2 separate regions of the Gossypium raimondii genome follow, and region 2 is linked to region 1. Evidence: chromatin contacts called from public Hi-C data. All regions are on one chromosome and are shown on one strand. Each heading gives the region's core, a stretch centred on a gene start, on an enhancer-like site or on the middle of the called end of the contact. The rest is flanking DNA. Distances are from core to core; before and after follow the strand shown. Region 1 has its middle 12 kb from the start of LOC105785904. Region 2 holds the start of LOC105785909 (E3 ubiquitin-protein ligase UPL3).

Region 1 (6,530 bases), core at 152-2,651:
AAATACTTAGAAACAACCTTAGGAAATACAGCCAAGAGAGCTTGGGATAATATCAAAGCCTCTTATGAGAATGAATATAGAGAGCTCTTATCCTTGGGTAATAATCCACAGACTTTATAAATCTTGTTACTAACCTATCAACAGGAAGTGATCCGAATATGCCAACAGTCAGACGCAGTTAGAAAATTAGAACAATTAACTCTTAAGGATTGGACTCATGTAATCCTTTTCCTTAATGATTATATACATTATGCGTCATTAAGTCGGAACATTCATAATGAAGAATTTCACCATAAGCTAATAAGCTACCAGGAGCACAAGGTAGGGAAATAGAAGAACATAAAATATGGAAAACTCTTAATAAAGAACATTATACTTATAATGTAATAACTTTAAGTTATTTTATAATGCAACATCTGAGTAGAAAATGCGATCAGATGGCAATACAACTGTAGATAAAAGGAGGATCATATTCCTTCTGTAAGAATATATATACAGCTCAGTAATACGGGTCAAATTCTTATGAATGCAAACCCAAGAGAAAACCCCATAAGAAACCCAAGAAGATTTATAATAAGCCAAAATACGTAGTCCAAGAACCAAGAGAAAAACCTAAGAAAGTTTGGGCTCGAAAATATGCAGCCCGAAAGCCTTTCTTAAACCCTCGAAAACATGTTAGAAAATACCATCAAAATAGGACTTATAAAGACACTATCTTATGTTTCATATGATACTATATTATTTTCCTAGAAAGCATAAAACCTATAATAGAGAAGCTAAGCTCACTAATAATAGGAATATAGATTTTATTCATATAACTTATAACACGAGCGATACAGAAACCGTATACTCCATGGTTTCAGAAATAGATTATGAAGCCTTAGACATAGAAGAGATTATGAAGCCTTAGACATAGAAGATTTAGAAGAAGTAGAAGAATTTTATAGATATGATTCAAAACTTTCAAGGTTTTGATATAAACCATATGATGAAAGACATACCCGAAACAACCTGTCAACATGACTGGGAACATAACACGGGATCCGATGATAGACAATGTTTTACTTGTCAATGGTTTCCCTCTATAGACCGACGTGCAAAATGTAAAAAATGTAGACTAGGAGCATGTAGAAGATGTTTAACAGAAAAACTTGGCTACGAATGGGTAGAACCAACCTTAGAACAGAAATTAGATAAATTAGAATTAAAATATTTAAAACAAAGAGTAGATGCTCTAGAAACAAGAATAGCTATAATAGAACAAAGGCATCTGGAAGACATAGGAAAGCAGGATAAAGAACATAAAGTACATATGGATAAAATGAGAGCTGCAGTAGCTAGGCTAGATAAAGGCAAAGGCCTGTTAGAAGATCCAGACAATCATGATGACCAAGAACTAGCAGAAATGGCTGAAAATACTAATGGCCCAATATGTAGGCTACCCTCAGTAATAAATGAATGTCTTATTAGTCACTATAAAAATCAACGATAAGTTCATAAAGGTCTAATAGACACAGGTTGCACAACCTCTGAAATAAATGAGAAGTACGTTCCTGATAGGCTTAAAAAGAAGTATAAAAGCCCAAGAAGAGCGACTCTTCTTGATGGATCTATAAGTCAAGTCTATCATTATATAGAAAAGGTCTGTTTGGCAATAGTTGACCAATGTCGGAATAAACAGATAAGAGAATTAAATACTATAAGTCTTAGAGACCTTAGTATGCATGATTATGTAGCGGTCCTTGGATTAGAGTTTAAAGATATGGCTATCTCTGCTCAGAATCAAATACCAACATATAGTATAGACAGAAAACTAATAAATCAGAGTGCGACTGAAAAGCGTGGTGGACCATACCAGTGTCAAGACATTAATAAAGAATTTTCGCATAACGAAATTTTTGAAATAACAGAAGAATTAGAATTGTGTTATATAGAGGAGATATTAGAAGATATCAAGGATAGTAATTAAGGAATTCTTTGTCAAAGGAAAAGACTTAGAACCAATAATAGACGAAGAATTAGAAAATATGCAGAGTAAGTTAGAAAAACTAGAAATAATAGAACATCCATTAAAACATTGGGATAAAAAGAAACCTGAATATAAATTAGAAATCATTAATGATACAAAAGATGTTAGAATGAAAGCAATTCCATGTTCTAACCAAGAGCTTGGATGGTATAAAGAACAAATAGACAAATTAGAAAAGTTAGGCCTAATAAGAAGATCAAAATCAAGAGATAGGAGCGCGACTTTTTTTTGTCAATAATCATAATGAACAGATAAGAAATAAAGCAAGACCAGTCATTAATTATATACATCTGATAACGCCTAAAACATCCCTGGCAAGGATCAGCTAATAATAGCCCAGAAAATCCTAGATATGCCTAAGAAGTTAAAAGGTCTTACACACATCCAAGAAATCTTGGGCCTGCTAAATTATGCAAGACCATTTATAAAGAACCTGTCCAAACTTATAGGTCCAATAACTAATAAAACAAAGAAAACGGACTTAGAAGTTTTGTCCCAGAAGATATAAAAACCATGATTAGAATAAAAGAAGAGATTAAGAAAATTCCTAATATGGAAATACCCTTCGGATTATCTGATAATAGAAACAGGTGGTTCGATAGAAGGATGGGGTGCTGCCCTTTATAAGAAAGACAATAAATATGCTTCAAAGTCATCAGAAAAACTTTGTAGATATAATTCAGGAAAGTTTAAAGAAAAAGGAATAGTATCAGGGATAGACGCAGAAGTATTAGCCCTTAGATACGCCTTAGAATCCTTTGAACTTTTTATAATAGGAAGAGAGTGTTTTACTCTTAGAACAGACTGCATAAGTATAGTAAAATACTTTCCTAATATGAAAGAAACAAAGAAAAGATCCTCACTAAATAGATAGAATAAATAGATAAAAAATCCTTTTAGAATACTTTTATAAGTCTAGTATGGTTTTCTTACGTATGGGATACTTAAGTCTAAGTATGGTTATCGGAGTCATTCCTAGGAAAGAGTTTTATAAAGGTTTACAAGTTTGGGCTAAAAGGGTTAAGATGGAAAGGGCTGGGTTAAAATGTCAGTTAACAAGGAAACTGGAGACGCTTATGGACAATGAGAGGGATGATGATAACATAGCTGAACTTATTGATACAAAAGTACAGTTGAATATGGAAATCGATAAGGATAAAGTCTATTGGGAGTAAAGGGCGAGGGCTAATTCATTGCATTTGGTAGATAGGAATACGAGTTTCTTCCATAGGTTTGCTTCATCTCGCAGGAAAATTAATACTATAAAAAGCTTGGAAACCGATGACGGTAATGAGGTTTTGACGGCTTCGAGAATAGGGGAAGTAGCGGCAGAATATTTTCAAAATTTATTTGTTACTAACGAGATAGGTGATATAGACTAAATACAACCCGGTATACGACAAAGGAGATTTTTGTGGCTTTAAAAGATATGAGGCCAACAAAGGCGCCGGGGGTTGATGGTTTTCCGATATTATTTTTCCAAAAATGTTGGCATATCGTAGGTGAATGTGTAACCTCTTTTTGTTTAGAAGTCTTGAACGAAGGGAAAGAGATGGAGCAAATTAATGCCACGAATATATTTCTTATTCCAAAAGTGCCGTAACCAAAACAGATGATAAATTTTAGACCCATTAGTCTCTATAATGTTATTTATAAACTGATAGCAAAGGCAATAGCAAACCATTCTCAAAAAGGTGTTGGAAGTTTGCATTGATAAAGCACAAAGTGCTTTTGTCCCGGGATGTTTAATTTTGGATAATGTACTCCTTGCTTATGAATTATTACACATGTTTCGACAAAAAAGAGTAAAAAAAAAAAGGTTTTATGACACTCAAATTAGATATAAGGCATATGATCAGGTTGAATGGGGATTTATTAAGAATATGATAGAATGCATGGGGTTTGATTCTAGGTGGGTTGAGGTCATTATGAGATGTGTATCAACTGTACCATACTCAGTTAGTATCAATTGCCAAATGGGAGTTTCTTTTCAACCTCAAAGAGGATTTAGACAAGAAAACCCGTTAAGTCCCTTTTTATTTCTAATTTGTAGTGAAGGTTTATCCACCCTCATGCGTCTTTGCTTTGGGGAAGGGTTGTTAAAAGGTGTGAAAGTAAGCAGACAAGGTCCCCAAATTTCCCACTTACTTTTTGCTGATGACTATCCTTTTCGGGGAAACAAGTGAGCGAGGTCCCCAAATTTTGAAGGGAATTTTGATTGAGTATTTAAGGTGCCTAAGACAATGTGTCAACTATAATAAATCTACAATTTTTATAGCTCAAATACTCAAGAATTAGATAGTGAGCTGATTTCGCAGTAGTTGGGAGTGTGTTACTCAAACGACCGGGAGAGGTACTTAGGCTTACCAAATATGGTGGGACGACAGAAAAAAGTTACTTTTCAAACATTAAAGGATAGAATTAGGAAGAGGATTGATAGGTGAATTACACGATTCCTTTCTCAAATGGGGGAAGAGGTATTTATAAATTTGGTGTTGCAAGCCATCCCAACCTATTCGATGGCATGTTTTCCGTTACCTAAGATGTTATGTAGGGAAATTGAAAGTATATTGGCGAGGTTCTGGTGGCAAAAGAGGCATGGTAAGAAAGGAATACATTGGTGTGATTGGGCTCGGCCTTGTTACTCTAAAGGTAGATGGAGGTTTGGGCTTTTGCAATTTGGAAAAATTCAATATTGCCCTTTTAGCCAAACAGGACTAGAGGCTTATTAATCAACCAGATTCCTTATTAGCTTGTGTTTTAAAAGCTAAGTATTATCCTAGTTCTGATTTTTTAAATGCAAGGCTAGGTAATCTACCATCTTACTCGTGGAAAAGTATTTGGAGCACGTTTGGATCGCTGTAATGGAATAGAGGTGTAATGGAATAGAGGCGTAATAGGTAATCCTTTTGTTTGGTTGAATGGAATGGAATAGAACTGTAACAGCATGTTTGGTTGGCCAATACACCCCTAATCGGTGGGCCCCACTTAAGACGCCTCTATTCCGTTTGGTTCATGGTAATGCTATTACGCCTGTAATACAATACTAACCTAATCGGTGAAATCCACCGATTTGTAATACATCCCATTTGCTCAGATTAGGTGCTGCATCGTTTACCCTCCCTGTTTTACCCTCCCAATTGGCTTCCCCATTGCGTCTCCTCTTCCTTCCTTCTACCTTCTGCCCATTTGCTCAAGTTTCGACTGATTTGCTCCCTCTGTCTCTCAACCTTTTCTTTTGTTTTTCTTTACAACCAGTAACTCTTTCTTTTCTTTTTCTCTCTGTCACTCTTTCGATTGGCCTTCTCAACCAGTCGACCTTTTTCTTTTCTTTTTCTCTCTGTCACTATTTCAATTGCTCTCAATTGGTGGGTTTCCAGGTTACTGCTACTGAAAGGTAAAGGTTATTGCCTTGTTAGTGCATTGACTTCTTCATCGATTATTGCAGTGTTAACCTAATCAGTTTCCCCTTTTCTGATTACAGGTTCTTCTTCATTGCACTCTGCCCCGATTTGCTCATTACAGGTTAGTTTCTCCGATTGCATATTTATCTTCAACTTTTCGAGCTTCGAAGTTGCTGAAGTTGCGGACTAAAGCCAGGATTTTTGTTCAAAAAGGAAGGTCTATGATGGGATGTCTGGATGAAACTAGAACCTTGAATTATGGCCAAGTTTTTGTGCAGTTTTCTGGCTCTAGATCTGACCAACGTGATATTGTTCGAGGTAAGGTAATTGTTGCCAAAACCCCGCTTGCACCCGGCGATGTGCGTGTATTAAGATCATCAATGTGCCCGATTTGCACCATATGGTCGATTGTGTTGTTTTTCCATAGAAAGGAACCAGTACGTAAAGGGCATACTCTACGTTTTCTTGCTACTCGAGAAAGTGTTTGTTCTTCATTATACTTTGCAAAAGCGCCTTTTATTTTGTTCCTATCATTTTAGTGTATGATTCTAGCTTCTTCTTTTTGTCCCTTATTGGTGGACTTATCATTGATTGTTATGCAAGAGTAAAATGCATGTTTCTTTTCTTCTTGGTGGAACTTGTTGAGCATTTCCTTTACAAGCGTAGTATTACCGAATTGCGATTAGCTATACCGTGTTCTTTTGCATATTTGTGTTAAATCTCGCCCAATTTATAGAAGCTATCTGGTGTTTTTAGTGTCTTTACACATAATAACAAGATGGTAGGCTTGATTGTATTCGTAATATTTCACAATGCATGGTGATTTCTTGACACTAAATAGAATCAAATTTTAGACCTCATCCCAATGAATGCTCGAAGTGATCTGGATAGTGATACTTACTTTGTCTGTTGGGACCTCGAATTGATTCCATATAAGCAAATCAATGCTATGGATTATTCACCGCTCCAACAACCAAATTGGATCATGAAGTTACCATTGAGGTAATAGCTTTTCGGTATTGAAGTATTCATTATATTCCACTTGAATTTATCTAATAGTTATGACTTTTGATTATCCTCTTCTCTTGTTATAGTTT
Region 2 (6,355 bases), core at 3,566-6,065, 97 kb before region 1:
GATTCCTTTCTGGCAACATCTCCAATATTAACAGATGATCTGGACCTTGAAGAATGACGACGAGCGGTTGAAGCAGGAGTTGAGGTAGATGGAGAAGAAGCAACAGCCCCACTGGGCGTGTTCCCAGAGTCAGAATTTCCTACAGACACACAGGGTTTTTGAGCATTGTCACTACGTTGAACTCGTGGCCAAAGAAATTCTTCAACAGCTGCTAGACTTGCTAATGGATCAATCATCACAATATTTGAAGAATAGTCACGAAGAGACTTCTCTCCTTGGGCTCGACAAAGCCGCAACTTAAAAGGCTGAGACAATGCACTTAATCCAGAAGAGAGGCGTGCACTCCCACCAGAAGACCTAGATGAATGGCTAAGAACTACAGGGAAACGCTCTACAGATGATAAAGCATTTTGAAGCTTCTGAACCAGGACAGTCATAGGAGCAATACTTCCTTCATCAACACTTGAAGGAAGTGCCACACTTATAAATGATTTTAATCGTTTAAGGGCTTGGTGACGAAGCTTGGGCAGGTTTACATCAGAAACTCTCTCCTGCGAGAAGTACCCACAAGAAAAATAGCTTAACAAGGCCGCAACAACACCACTACCAATAAACTCAAATGTGGATACACCATCCCCCTTGCTTAGTTCTGCTAGCATCTCAGAAATCACATCAATCAAGTACTCTTCTTTGCTAGAAGAAAAATCAACCAACCGAGACCCTGAAGCTTTAGATTTTCCTTTTGCCTTAGTCTTTTGATCATCAACACCAGCATTTAATTTCATGCAGAGACTTTTTAAGTGTATAAGATCATCTGTTACTCCAACTTCAACAGCCCCAGGATCAGAGGGGAAATACTTATCTTTAAATGCTTTAGCACATGCACTTACTGCAGCACGAATATTGGAATTGGCTGTAGGAATTTCAATGGTATTAGAAGGTGAGCCAATATTTAAAGAGGCCTGATTTTTGGACTCCTCCACAGAACCTCCTTCAGGATTAGAGTTTCCACTGCGTCGTCTGTAACGCCTGGAACGTGATGACGTTCCAGATACAGAATCATTATCCTTCTCAAGAGGAGATGCTTGGGCAGCAGTGGCATTTTGGTTACCAATTAATACAAGCTGATCTACAGCATGAACAACACCCTCTCTGACAAACATTTTGGAGAAGGTTCCAGGAAGCTTTTCCATGAGGATCTCAGCAATTTGGAGGGAAGGAACCAAGACATGTGGATCTTTCCATGCTAAAACACCAGCCAAGAAGCTACAAAATCAAACAAACAGTAAGTTCCCATAACCAAACATTGCAAGAATATGTAAATTGCTATCTTTTACTTAAGGTGGACACCTTGATATGTTTGTCACACTCAATAAATTCTGAATCATCTCTGCACTGCTGAAGTACATTAGTTTTCCAATAACCGAGAGACATTTATGGCGAACTGGGCCATTGACGCTGGAACCATAGATCTGATAGATAAAATGATAGGACCATAAATACCAACCAAGAGAAAATCACGGTAAAGACAAGAGAATATATGTACCAACAAATCAACAGATAATCAAGGAACTGCCCTCCACAATGAAAACTTACCTGTATGAGAACAGGAAGCAGATCAACTCCAAACTGCTGAAGAAGTTCAGGTTGATCATTCAACAATTTCTCTCGGGCTGAAACTTTGGGAGCATTTTCATCAGAATTTTCTTGCTTGTCAGAGCTGCTAGCAGGAGACTTCATCAAAATAGATCCTTTGACAAACATATTAGAGCTGGCAGGGAGGGAAATTGTTCCTTGTGGCAACGGAGGAAGAAGTTCATTTGCCAGATTGACAATTTCAAAAATCTACACAAGAAGATAAAAATTACAGGACCACCAAGCAGATAGGGGTAATATGCATAAGCTATTGCTAATTTACTATGTCCATGTAAATAATATAAAGTGCAAGAAATAAACAATATATTCAAAACAAGTAACCTATACAAACAAAATGAATGAAATAAAGCACGGATATCTATATGAACATACTCTAAAACTGTGACTTGATACCATACGTCTTAATGGTTATAACAATTTCCCCAGCACTGCTGGTATTAATTTAACATAGGAAAATTATACACATCATATGTACATAGGTATATACAAACAACAGCAAATAACAGCTACCAGCAATTCAGCTTGAATTAAAAACAGTCCAAACGAGTAACCTTAAACCACAATAAAAAAAACCACTTACATGCAAGGTTTACATGAACAGATTCAAAAACTAAGAGTTGGAATTTTGTGTCTAAGGATTATACCGTTCCTCTACCACTGCTTATTTTAATATGGCGATTCGCATGTTACACACATCACATATTCACAGGTATTGGTAAATAACTTGCAATGACAACTAAAACGTTTTCAGCTTTAATTATAACTGTTACCTGCTCTGCTGGTCTGCTTAATGCCGGCGGAACCGATGAGTTGGCAGAAATGCCAGAACCTGATAGTATATCTTTAAGTATGCCACTTATCCCAAGCAGAAGTAAAGTTTTAGCTCCTAAAGGAGACCCACTTGCACATGTTGAAAGCAGTCGAATTAAGCCCTGAATTCAAAAACTCAATTGTCAAGATGTTGCACATTAAAATGCATTGGCATATAGATAAGTAAAAGAGCAACATGGATTCACCGTATATGTCGGTGTGCTTAATGATGCCTGCCCACCTCCAGAGTTACTTGTAGAAATGAGAGATGCAGCTTGAGTAACCAGTCCATGATTGCATAGCTCATCTAATTTATCCGGGGATGATGCAAAGGCATCGGCAATGCGAGTCAAACAAACAGAAGCATGCTCCAGCACCTATAAACATAACAAAGCATAGGAAATCAAGAAGAAACACAATTTACAACAAAAGAATAGTCAAAAATGTATGTTACAGTTACCTTTGAATCATGATACTGCAACAGATTTGTTAATAGAGGTACAGCTTCCATGACATAATCGGATGCATCTGAAGGGAGTTTCTTGCACATATTTGCAGCAGTAGATAGTGCCACTCGCTAGAACATGGGATTAAACAGAAGAAACACCTTCATACGATTCTAAATTGCGAGAAATCTTCTTATAAATTATTAACAGTCAAAAATTTTCCCATATTAAGTACCTGAACCCCAGTGGAGAAGAAATCCAAGTAGGAAAGAACTGCCATGAGAGCACCAGCTCGCAAACAGGCAGTTGGGTGTTCCTGAGATATCTTCTTCAAAGCTTGGAGAGACTGTTTCCAGCATTTCAAACAGAAAGATAAGAATGCCGACTAGATCAAATCTACAATCTTCAACTTTCTAATTCAAGTCTACAGCTATGAACAATGCAGTAAATTCTTCATTATTAGAAAACCAGAAAACTGAATTTTTTTTGAATGGTTACTTAGAAACAAGCAAATAGGACACAGCTTTCAGATAAATGCTCAAACATCTCAAATTTATCTCCATCTATGGCAACTGGACCCAATTTCTAGTAGAATGAGATTGTCACACTCTAGTTTACAATGAAATACAAGAACTAGCGAGCGATACTCTAATAATAAATTATTTTGAAAGTAACCAAATAAAAACCAACCTGTTCAGCCAAGTCCATATACTCTATAGTGAGCAACCTGGCACAAAAACACGAAACAGCACCATAATGCACCACAGCAGCACATGAAGAAGGCAAAACATCACACAAATGGGTCAGCGCCCTTGCTGCAAGAAGCATAATATCAGGATTACTCTCATGATTAAGCAATCCAACGAGCACGGGAACAAATGAATCCACAGAAAACGTGCTCAAGGACTCCTCAGTCCCAATTGAAAGCATCTCGCAGAGCTGCGTCAACGCCTCCACTTGCTTCCCTTCCTCTCCATCAGCACGCAACCCAGACAGAATCTTCTTCAACCTCCCGCTCTGATGGGAAGAAGATGCAGAACCCATAGCCGATGACGGCAGCAAATCATCAAGCCCGGCACCAAGCTTCCTCAACAAGCCTTGTAACGCGCTGCTTGCTGACGTCAGATTCTGGTGCAAAATCCCTACACCGCCTTCGCTATCATTATCATCGTCATCGCCTCCAGAGGTATCCATAATTAACCCTAAATTTCTCTCAGGGTTGTTAGAATTGTTGTCTCTATTATCCCTATCCCTATCTCTATCCCTATCTCTATCTCTATCTCTATCGCGAGCACTTGGATCACGTTCCTTTTCTTTGCCCCTATCGGAGGCGAGATTTGGACTGTCACTTGTCGTGGTCTGATTAGCTTTGCTGGGACGGCGATCGCGGCGGGAACCAGAGGAAGATTCGGTGGTGGTGGAGTCCATTAAAGCAGCGGCAGCGCGGGAAGTGCGAGAGCGAGGCGTTGTGGTAGTTGCAGCGGCTGGGGATGAGGAAGAAGAGAGACGAGCGCGTTTGTGAGAACGAGTGGTAGGACCAGAGGGGGAAGATGAAGGGGCAGCTGAGGAGGCCTCCGCCCGCTTCCGGCTGCGAGTTTCCATACAAAGGGGACCACCGCCCCTGGTAATCAGACAGCCACCGCGACAAAGATCAGACGATTCCTGATCCAATTGTTCGTTGCATCTCAACGACACCTGATCGAAAACCCTAGAAATAAAATTAGAAGTAATTCACAATTAAAATAAAAGTGAAAAGCTATAATCAACAATCAGGGAAATGAGGCCTTAATCTTAGTTTGGATGATAAATTGGGGGTGAATTTGTGAGGTAGTGGGGTGGAGGTTAAAGGCAAAGAAACCTGAAACCCTCAAGTGAAGAAGGAATAAAGAGGAGGCTTTTTAGTTTTTTTTTTTTTATTTATACATATTATAATATGCATTTGCAATGACTTTTCGTAAAGAAATATTAGGATTAAAATAAGGGTAAACAACACAAAAGTCACTAAATTATTAGTAAATTTATATTTTGAGTACTTAAATTTAAAAAGTAATAAAATAGTTATTAAACTATTTGAAGTTTTCATTTAAGTCAACGGATTGTTAAAATCGCTATTGTATAGCATTTTCTGGTTGCATCGTCTATGTCAATCGAAAGCTCTTTTTCCCCTTCTCTTCTACAATTTAGTTTTTTTTTCATGAAATAGCTTTGAATATTACAAATTTGTGATCCAGAATCCAAATAGTTTTTTTTCTAATTTCTGACATTGACCGTCAGATCGATTTGGATTTAAGGTATATTATTATACTCGTCAATGGGTACTGATTTACCATACCAAATAATCGCTCAAAGCTTAATGTTAAACTTTAAAAAAAATAAAAATGCAATTTAAATGAAAATTTTTAAATAGTTTAATGACTTAAATGAAAATTTTTAAATAATTCAGTGACTATTTTGTATTTTTTGAAGTTAAATGATCAAAATGTAAACTTATTAATAGTTTAGTGATCTTAAGTGTAATTTATCCTTAAAATAAAAGGAAAAAAATGTATACGATTTTTTAGAGAAAAAATAAAGAATATAATAGCTTCCACGACGGTGAATTCTTCTCCGCTTGGAGCGTCTCAATCGGGTTGCTTTAGATATTTGTTTTTATTTTTTTTCTTTTTAAGCTGACTCTATATCCGCATTTAAATTCTTTTTTTTTATTTTGAATTGCATATATTATTCCCTTTTTAACTTTTTTTTTCACTTTTTTATTTATATAATTTTTATCTATAGAAAAAAAATCTATTTTCTATTTTTATTTTATTATTGAATTTTAACTATTAAATCATATTTTATTAAAACTAAAAATACACTTTGTATTTCTCCTCTACTCTTTTCAAATGATAATTTCCTTTTCTTTCAGGTTACGGATTTCGAATGTGTTATTGTAAAGGATATTTTGAATTCTTATGAAATGGTGTCGAGACAAATCATCAATATTCATAAGTCGGGCATTATGTTTAGCTCTAACACTAAGCTTTCAGTTCAAAATTCTATTATGTCGGCTTTGGGAGTGTACAATCTAATTTACTGTGGGCAATATATTAGTCTTCCATCTTTGATTGGGCACAACAAAAGGCAAGTCTTTTCTTTTATAAAATAACACTTAAGCAAGAGAGCTGTCCGTTAGAAAAATAAGTAACGATCACAACAAGGTAAAGAGGTAGTTCTCAAAATTGTAGCTCCGTCAATTCATGTTTATTGTACGAGTGTTTTTTGTTACCTTTGAGAATGTGTAATGAGCTACAGATGATGATGAACTCTTTCTGGTGGGGTTCTAGTGGTAACAATCTAAAAGGCATTCGCTAGTCAGCTTGGGATAAGTTATGTGTGCCTAAGAAGTTTAGAGTTATGGCGTTTGGGGACCTTTATTGCTTTAATTTGGTGATCTTGGGTAA

What was found. A called contact is a pair of places that touch in the nucleus more often than the background predicts.
Region 2: a contact with region 1 is called in a Hi-C map of leaf, with 2.8 times the contacts expected there. The contact joins the promoter of LOC105785909 here to the enhancer-like site in region 1. A contact is called at or near these places in 2 of 2 Hi-C or Micro-C datasets (both in leaf).

The regions. Positions count from the first base shown.
Region 1 is chr1:42,888,957-42,895,486 of ASM2569854v1, reverse strand. It overlaps the pseudogene LOC105787045. Among protein-coding and RNA genes, the nearest start is that of LOC105785904, 12 kb to the right of the region's middle. Within about 2 kb of position 1,401, the one cell type or tissue checked has open chromatin away from gene starts, as enhancers often do. A contact at or near this core is called in leaf, where this site is marked.
Region 2 is chr1:42,989,483-42,995,837 of ASM2569854v1, reverse strand. LOC105785909 (E3 ubiquitin-protein ligase UPL3) reads right to left here and starts at 4,815. Exons shown (of 19, transcript XM_012612103.2): 1 at 3,603-4,815; 2 at 3,148-3,258; 3 at 2,927-3,043; 4 at 2,673-2,843; 5 at 2,427-2,588; 6 at 1,597-1,845; 7 at 1,351-1,472; 8 at 1-1,266. The coding sequence starts at 4,514.